Regions from separate parts of the Danio rerio genome. Here region 2 is linked to region 1. The links are chromatin contacts, called in public Hi-C maps. All regions are on one chromosome and are shown on one strand. The core of a region is the stretch at or near the end of the contact, and the rest is flanking DNA. Distances in the headings are between cores, read along the strand shown.

Region 1 (5,056 bases), core at 60-2,559:
TCCACACACACACACACACACACACACACACACTCATACACTACAGACAATTTAGTTGATTCAATTCACCTGTACTGCATGTCTTTAGATTGTGGGGGAAACTGGAGCATCTGGAGGAAACCCATGGTATCTTAGGGTATACCCCTCAAAAATTACATTCTTCAGTACCTTAGATTCTTTAGTAACTTGCATTACTGAGATTTTAATAAATAATGATGTTACAATAAATAGCAAAAAGTAATATACTACTGTAATCACATTCCTCTTTGTCCCAACACTATCTAGATGCAACACAGGCTGTAGCGAAGTAAGCAAACTAGATTCACAGTCTTCAGAGGAATGAAACAGTAGAAGGTAACGATGATTGTGATTTTATATTCAGGAGCACAAAAAGGGAATTTCACAAGTAATGTGTTAATGTTATATTTGCTCACTCCCTCACATGTTAGTCATAACAGCAGTCAAGAGATTTCAGCGCTGGGCCACATCAGTGGAATATTTACCTTGTTTATATTTAGAGACTGAAGTTCAATGGGGGAAAAAAAAAACAGTGCACCCGGCCTCTTGCTCAGGCTAACAGTGTATCATCATGTCTGAGTGGCAGGCGGTGGCCCTCTGATCATTGTAACAGCTACTGGACCTGCACTTTTCACCTTTCTGAGAACATACGCAGATCTGACGTGGTCATCTGAGACAACCTTTATCAGTTGTGACTTGTTTTGATCACTAACGTGGTTCGGGTTCAGTTCCCAAGAAGTAACTTGCATCGCCCTTCTGCACACGTACAGCTCTTGTCCGTGCAACCCGACAGCTTACTTATCTGTGAGTGACAACGATGCATGGCGCTCTGATATAATACGAGTAGTGCTGAAGGATTGGAGTTCATCAGATATGCTTATCTTCCGACTTTCAAAGCAACAGCCTTCTAACCCGCCGGCATGGTGGCACTCCATGGCCGCCTGTTCATACCGGCAGGTCGTGACCTTGACAAGATCCAATGAGAGATCCATAATGGTGATCGAGGGCAGTTTCCTGGGCCGAGATGGCTCCTTCTCCCCTTCCCCCATCAATCTCCACTTCCAACAGAACTTCAACAAAGACGACACAATTGGGAAACAAGAATGCCGAGGGTCAAAAAGAGAAGGAGAAGGAGGTGGTGGGTGAGGAGGGAGGGGGGCGGTGGGGTCGAGACAAATCACATTTGATCCAAAGATAGTCAATGGCTCTTTAACTGGGAGCATGCTTTGGGAAGTATATGGACTGTGACTTTCAGGGCCTGTTTGCACAAAAGTGATGTGCCTTTGAAAGGGCCCCTGAATTGACAGCTTTTTCTTGCTCTGTGTGGTGCGGGCCAGGGCCCCAAGACACTCATATCACTGGGCCGTGACGGCAAGGAGAGGAGTTACACTTTGAAAACACACGGGGTTCCATTGGTCCAAGCTTTTGTTCCCCGGCTCGCAGGCCACTGTTCCTGCTCGTCGCAAGAAGACAATGAGAGGGCAGCCACTGGATTGGTTGCTCCCAAATCGAATAGCAAATGGCTGCCGATGCAGAACTAATCTGTGAAGAGGTCTTTCCTGTGCGATAACCACCCCCTACCCTTCGGCTGCCCTCCACCACCTCCTCGAACCAGCCAGCGCAATCTTTGATGGGAGATCACACAAAAAAGTCCAACCAGCTTTAAGGAACATTCTGCTTCTTCTTTTTTTTTTTTTTTTCTTCCCGAGGCTCCCATTCGTTCTTGTTCCTACTTATTTGATGTGGCAGCAATTAGTGAAAGACTTTTGTGCCTGGAGAAGATGGAGCAGACCACTTCAATGATCACGTTTATGCTCTGAATAGAAAACAAAAAAGCCAAGGGGACAGATAACATGTTCACATCAAACGGCCACACCGGTTGCACTTGTTACTGTTATGGCTCGTTCTCCTCTTTTATGGCGGGCCGAGCGAAGTGTTACTTTTCCCATGAGAAAGCTTGCTGGGGGCTGAGTGACATCATAGGGTGCCCCTTTTGCACCCACCTCTACAGGCGCTGAGCGGACTCGCATTGATGTGAGCACCTTGCATTCCGCCGGCGCCTGACCCCTTTGATTGCTCCCGCTTTAATGGCCCCATTGAAAGATAATAACAATTAGAGAGTCCTTTCTGAGGTGGCCTGTTTATTCTTAATGACAACATTTTTTAATCAGAAGAGGCAGGAGTTGGCCACCTCTGCTCTAGACGCCCACTGAGATTTGTCGCTCCCGCCCCAAATAAAGGGTGACTGGGATTAGTCTAGTCTGCGAGGACTTGCATAAAGTTTTGTTAATGCCAGCCTATTGCAACTCACCGTTGTTAGAATCAATTTTTTGGAGGAATATCTGCCTGTTCCCATAAATTTTCTTCAATGTCATGCTGATGACTGTTCTCTGACCGTAATTATGATTCGCCATCATGCTCCATGCAACAATGCAATGTGCATAGTTGAGCGGCAACTCATTCCACTGCATCTGTCACTACTCTCTCATAAAATGTCTGCTTACAATTAGGAAAATGCAGTTAAAAGCAGCGTTATTTCACTTACAAGAAACCAGATTAATGATCGGGGGATTGGTCTCGTATAGAGGAAAAATGCTTTACCAGAAATTCATACCCAGGTCTTTGAACAGCTTGCGCCCTTATGTCCTTCTATACCAACGCAAATCTCCAACGTTAAATTGTGACCTTGTTAAAACTGCTTAAATCACTCTGACTCCAATTAGGCTTCCAGAATGAAAGAGACAACTCAATTGGAGAGGGATCAAGGCAGGCCCCTTAATCACATAATGAAAGATTCAAGTGCCTTTGGTGAGCTCACAATACACAAAACACACAGCTCTGGCTTTGTTTTAGCTGTTAAATGTGTGTATTCCTTAACCACGCTGTGTTGCACTAATTGCAAGGCTGACTTGTTTATTGTGCATGCACAATGCAATTGCTGTAGATTAAGCATTTGAGGGGACGGCTGGAGTAATTCGATAATAATACAGTTCGGGCATCATAAAGCTTTTTTTATGATTAAAGCGGGTTCTAGCCAAAACATCTGTGGCTTTCATTCAAATGTTAGCACTTCTAAAATAATTACAGGCAAAGAATGCTCTTTTACATGCTTTAGGGTTCACACTTTTCCAGTTTTTCTTTACCTTGATTTTTCCTCTCAATTCCATTCCTTTATATTAAAGGTATAGTTCACCATTCTGTCACCATTTACTTACCATACACTTGTTTCAAACCTGTCTGACTTTCTTTCTTGAGTTGAACACATATATTGAAAAAAGCTGTAAAACATTGACTAACAAAGTATTTGGTTTTCCTATTATGAAAGTCAATTAGGAATGCAACGATTATAGATTTTAGTCGGAGGAATAATCAATGTTTCACTGTTATCATTATTTTTATAATGCATTCATTAATTTCAAAACACTACTAGTTTAGAAAGTATTTTAAAGTGTTATTTATTGCTGCTCAGTAACTAAATACAGCACAAAATAATGATAAAAACAAGCAGTATTTCTCTTTGGACTTAAAAATGTTTTTGGCATTTAAACATACGTAATAATTTTACACTGAAAAAAATCACAGAACAATAAATTAATAAATAAAAATAATGTAATGCAGTGGTTCTCAAACTTTTTTCACCAAGTATCACATCAGAAAAAAAAATAGTCTTTCCAAGTACCACCATAATGACCAGTATTGAAATACAGTAGCATGGTAGGCCCAATTAGGCAGCTTTACCTCTGCACAGTTAAAAAAAATCGTATTATGAATATTTATCGTCAGCCACTTTAAACACTATAAATAGTTTGAACATTAACACTGCACTGTGCTTGCAGGTAAAAATAAATAAAACGTCAACGTTTAAATTAAAATGTGCTTTTAAAACTTAATTAAAAATGGCACTGTTCTTAAAAAGTAGAAAGAAAGCTGCTGTACTTATAAAGTAATGATATATAGTAACCTATTCATCAAAAACTGGAAATGTTCCGTGGACCTTATAATAATAAGCTATATGTCATCATATGCAAAAACTCTTTGATAAATTTTGAAATATAAGATGCATGTATATATGACTTATTTGCATATTTCTGAAATCTAAACATTAACTTGTATTTTAAATATATTAATTGGATTTACATATTTAAATTAGAAATTAGATCTGCTTACTGCACTTTACAGTAGGCTATTTGTGTTAGAAAAGCAAGTGATTAAACCATATCTGTCAACATTGGGATATAAAAATACAGGATACGCCCCCAACAACCATTACAAATATGGGGAGAAAATTAGCTTAAAATGATAAATACATAACAGACATTAGAAAATTAAAAATAAAATAAAAGATTTAGCCTATTAAAATCAAGTTACTGATCACATCAGTAAGGGTTAAAAGTGTGTTCATTTTTTTTACTTTAATTAATTAGGGATTCCTCAGTGTACCACTAGGAGGAAGCCTGCTTAGCTTACCACAAGTGGTACACATACCATAGTTTGAGAACCACTAATGTACTGCAACGTGAATCTAATGCTGTGTTCACACCAGATGTGGCACACACGAACAAATTGCACTATTTGCTTCATTCGAGGGCGAGGCAGTGGCGCAGTAGGAAGTGCTGTCGCCTCACAGCAAGAAGGTCGCTGGGTAGAACCTCGGCCTAGTTGGCGTTTCTGTGTGGAGTTTGCATGTTCTCCCTTCCTTCGCGTGGGTTTCTTCCGGGTGCTCCGGTTTCCCCCACATTCCAAAGACATGCGGTACAGGTGAATTGGGTAGGCTAAATTGGGTAGGCTAAATTGTCCATAGTGTATGAGTGTGTGTATGAATGTATGTGTGGATGTTTCCCAGAGATGGGTTGCGGCTGGAAGGGCATCCGCTGTGTTAAAACTTGCTGGATAACTTGTGAGTCGTTCCGCTGTGGCGACCCCGAATTAATAAAGGGACTAAGACGAGAAGAAATGATGCTTCATTCGAACATCAAATTTGCTTCACAATAGGATTCACGTCATGGGCGGGGTTTCTGTCTGCCAGTGACTCTATCTT
Region 2 (4,566 bases), core at 492-2,991, 110 kb after region 1:
TTATTAGCCCCCAGTTTTTTTTTCCCCCAATTTCTGTTTAACGGAGAGAAGATTTTTTTTTCAACACAATTCTAAATAAAATTGTTTTAGTAACTCATTTCTAATAATTGATTATCCTGCCATGATGACAGAAAATAATATTTTACTAGATATGTTTCAAGACTTCAATACAGCTTAACGTGACATTTAAAGGCTTAACTAGGTAAATTAGGTTAACTAGGCAGGTTAGGGTAATTAGGGAAGTCATTGTATAACGATGATTTGTTCTGTAGAATAATGAAAAAAATAGCTAAAAGGGGCTAATAATTTTGACATAAAAATGTTTTTTTTTATTATTAAACACTGTTTTTATTCTAGCTGAAATAAAACAAATAAGACTTTCTCCAGAAGAAAAAATATTATCAGACATACTGTGAAAATTTCCTTGCTCTGTTAAACATCATTTGGGAAATATTTGAAAAAGAAAAAACATTCAAAGGGGGGCTAATAATTCAACTGGATACTAAAGCGTATACATTAAATTTGCCATGGGTAATTTTCTAATTTATTTAATGTTTAATAAAAACTAGAAAATGTTACTTTAAATCAAATTAACTACTCTAGTTTAATTTTAAGATGTTATAATGAACTTATTACAGTAAAATCATAAACAATCCCATTTATAACATAATGGAGTTCAATACTGAATACACTGCTCAGAGCTGCTCCTGCCTTTACCTTTATTTACCTACCTCTATCTGTCGAGTGACAGTATTTACATTTTAGAAGTCTGATTTATTTAAAACATTTAATTGAATCATTTACTTTCCGTTGACTGTTTTTTTTTTTTTTTTTTTTTGTATCTCAGCAATAAAAAAATAAAATTAAAAAAAACAACCACCTTGTCATCGTTCTCCCTCACTTCTCAGATGGCATAAGGCTGATATGTGATAGTGTGCCAAATCAAAGGTTACCATGGGCCAACTTTGGGCATCTCTGGTCTAAACACTTCATCAAATGTTTATTGATCTAAATATGACTGACAAGTTCTTGTTATATGAACTACGGTTATACTGAAGGACATTTTATTAAATAAATACATTCTGTAAATAATGCCATATAAATTACAGTAATGTGTTTGGTCAGAAAACAAAAACAAAAAACAAGACATTATCATACTCCTCAATTCACTGTCGAAATTAGATATTAGGCTTACATTTAGGTGAAATATACTAATACATCTTATATTATTGATTGTTTTAGACATTTTAATGTATACTTATTGTAGTTATTGAGTTTTTAACGATATTATTATTATGGTCGAAGTAGTAATGTTTTATTAGTGTAGGACCGCATGTAAACGTGCTAGCATGCTAGCATATCTCCAAAATAAGCCTTCGTTTGAAAACACGAACAGTATATTCCATGAAAAGACAAAATAGCGATATATTCACAATAAAAATTGTGAGAATAAGTAAATGATAGCTTACCGTATTTGACACCTGAAAATACGTATTTGGTCTTCACTCTTCAGTGCAGATCTAAAAATGCAAACCGGTAAATCTTTAAATATTATTGTTACCGACTGACGTCTTTCTTTCAGTACAAACAACCGGATATCCAACTTATTTCAAGATCTGATCAGAAATACACACAGTTAGTGATGCAAACCTTTAGCTTTCCTTCCAGTAGACGGCGCGTTGGTTCAGTCCCATCGGTGTTAACATTCGGCTAGGACCGAAGAAGAACGATTCCGGAAGACCACCCGTAAACTCTTCTGATCAGGAAAGCAAGCTATTTTAATGTAAAAATGGCATTTGAGCCCAATAATGATGATTTGTTTGACTCCATCATCATGGCCGATGACAGGTAACGTTAACTAAAGTCACGCACAAACTGTTGCGTCACGAAGTTAGTGTTCATCAATGTAGTCCAGTGTGTAAGTGTGTGTTTAAGTTAGTTCAGTGTCCTTAGCTGTTATTAATTTACATTTAGGCTCATAAATATGCTTTTCTCTTTTAGGTTTCATGTTGAAGGTTATCAGGAGGGCTTTGACGAGGGAGTTCGACAGGGGACCATCGAGGGTAGAAATCACGGGCGGCTGCATGGAGCCAAACTCAGTGCAGAGGTGAAATACACATAATGTCAGATTCACTTGGTTTGGATTAAAGGAATATCACCATTTGTTTTCCTACATGGACGTAATCAATACATTCCTTTCGTGTATTTTAGTAGGTAAAGCTATTGCATTAAGTTCATTGTACTGAATAAGTTCTGAATAATGCTGTAGCCTTCTGGAAAAGCAGTGCCAGGGGGTTTGCTGTTGTGTTTTCACAATGACTTTGTGTGATTTACAATGAGACAACACAAGCATTGTCCAAGCATTGTACAATCTTAATTAATCAGTTCAACATATCTTGAAAAGCATTATTAGTAAAGGGACAGTTCACCCAAAATGGAACAAACAGAAGATACTTTGATGAAAGCTGAAAACATAACCATTGACCTCCATGGTATTCGTTTTTCGTACTATGGAAGTCAATGGTTAAAGGTGTTAGACCACAGTCTCCACGCCAGATAAATACGATCCAGTCCTGGATGCTTGATCTTGTCAGGAAATGTCAGTTTCTCCAGGTATTTGGACAACAAGTCAGCAGAGCAATACCCAAACTGTTAACCAATATTCAACTGAATTAACAGTCTACTATCAATATAGGAGGAAGCAAGAGAAGAGCAGATGCAGGAGACGAAGTGATGATAATAAAAAGCTGCATGTGTTTCAGTGCATGCTCATACTTCGTCTGACCAGGATAAGTCCAGTGTTATTATACCACAAGCAACAGCAATGGAAAATTACTTCACAACATTGTCCATAGACAATACAGACCTTGAAATGGAGACTTTCTCTCATCTCTTACTTATTGTCGGCTGCACATCCATGATGCGAATTTCCCCTTTAACCATATCACAAAGGTGCTCTATTGGATTGAGATCTGGTCACTGTGGAGGCTATTTTAGTACAGTGAACTCATTGTCATGTTCAAGAAACCAGTCTGAGATGATGGCACCCGCTGTGGTCTTCTGCTGCTGTAGCACATCTGCCTCAAGGTTTGATGTGTTGTGCATTCAGAGATGCTCTTCTGCATACCTCATTTGTAACGAGCGGTTATTTGAGTTACTGTTACCTTTCTATCTAGCCATTCTCCTCTGACCTCTGGCATCAACAAGGCATTGGCACCCACAGAAGTGCCTCACACTGGATTTTTTATTTATTTTTCTTTTCGGACCATTCTCAGTAATCCCTAGAGATGGTTGTGCGGGAAAATCTCAGTAGATCAGCAGTTTCTGAAATACTCAGTCAAGCCCATCTGGCACCAACAACCATGCCACATTCAAAGTCACTTAAATCCTTTTTCTTCCTCATTCTGATGCTCGGTTTGAACTGCAGCACATTGTCTTGACCATGTCTACATGCCTAAATGCATTGAGTCGCTGCCATGCGATGGACTGATTAGAAATTTGAATTAAGGAGCAGTTGAACAGGTGTACCTAATAAAGTGGCTGGAGATAGAGTGTGTGTGTGTGTGTGTGTGTGTGTGTGTGTGTGTGTGTGTGTGTGTGTGTGTGTGTGTGTGTGTGTGTGTGTGTGTGTGTGTGTGTGTGTGTGTGTATAAAATTAGGGAAGCACGGTATTGGAAAAATTACACATTGCAATTTTTGTTTTTATTCTGTGATTATATATTTCCATATGGCTACAATTTTACCACATAAGCTGAATAAATGTTTGCGATGTGTGTTATTTAGGGATGCTTCTGAAGGGGAGTTCATAGAATATAATAAACAATCTACAAGCATAGACAAATTAATTCATAAAAAAAATGTGCTAAGTAAATACATTTTAGCGTTTTATTGTAATCGAAATGTATATTATTCATTCATTTCCCTTTGGCTTAGTCTCTTTTTTTTAATCAGGGGTCACCACAGCAGACTGAATCGCCAATTTATCCTGCATAAGTTTTACGCAGCGGATGCCCTTCCAGCCGCAACTCAGAACTGGAAAACATCCATACACTCTTGCATTCACATACATACATGGCCAATTTTAGCTCACCCACTTGAGATTTAGCACATGAAACTGGAGCATCTGGAGGAAACCCACACCAATACAGGGAGAACATGCAAACTCTACACAGAAACGACAACTGACAAACCAGCGACCTTCTTGCTTTGAGGCGACAGCACTACCTATTGTGCCACCGTGTCGCCAAATCTATTATAATCAAGTGTAAAATAACACTGCATAGTCTAAGTTCTATAAACAATTGCATAAAATTAATCATTATTCATTTTTCAGTGTTACAAACGGCACATTTTCTTATACCTGAACGTTTTTAAAACCCTCACACAGTCATATGTCATTCTGGCATTATATAACGAGTGGCATAAAATGTTCTTAAACTGACAATAATATCATTTATCACAATATATTTTGTTGCAGTTTATCGTAAAACAAAAAAAAAATTTTAAGAGGCCTAGATATGTACTAAGCCGTTTAAAATTTCTTGAAACAATTTGTTATTAAAGGGA

The links. A called contact is a pair of places that touch in the nucleus more often than the background predicts.
Region 2: a contact with region 1 is called in a Hi-C map of embryo, with 2.4 times the contacts expected there. The contact joins the promoter of lto1 here to the enhancer-like site in region 1. A contact is called at or near these places in 2 of 18 Hi-C or Micro-C datasets (both in embryo) and 2 of 4 datasets of contacts at active chromatin or transcription factors (caudal fin and embryo).

What each region holds. Positions count from the first base shown.
Region 1 is chr7:69,493,327-69,498,382 of GRCz12tu, forward strand. It overlaps a transcript of ano1a not described here. Among named protein-coding and RNA genes, the nearest start is that of zgc:153993, 65 kb to the left of the region's middle. Within about 2 kb of position 1,310, at least 11 of the 62 cell types and tissues checked have an H3K27ac peak or open chromatin away from gene starts, as enhancers often do.
Region 2 is chr7:69,606,967-69,611,532 of GRCz12tu, forward strand. lto1 (LTO1 maturation factor of ABCE1) reads left to right here and starts at 1,742. Exons shown (of 5, transcript NM_001083552.1): 1 at 1,742-1,848; 2 at 2,002-2,107. The coding sequence starts at 1,790. It also overlaps a transcript of ano1a not described here.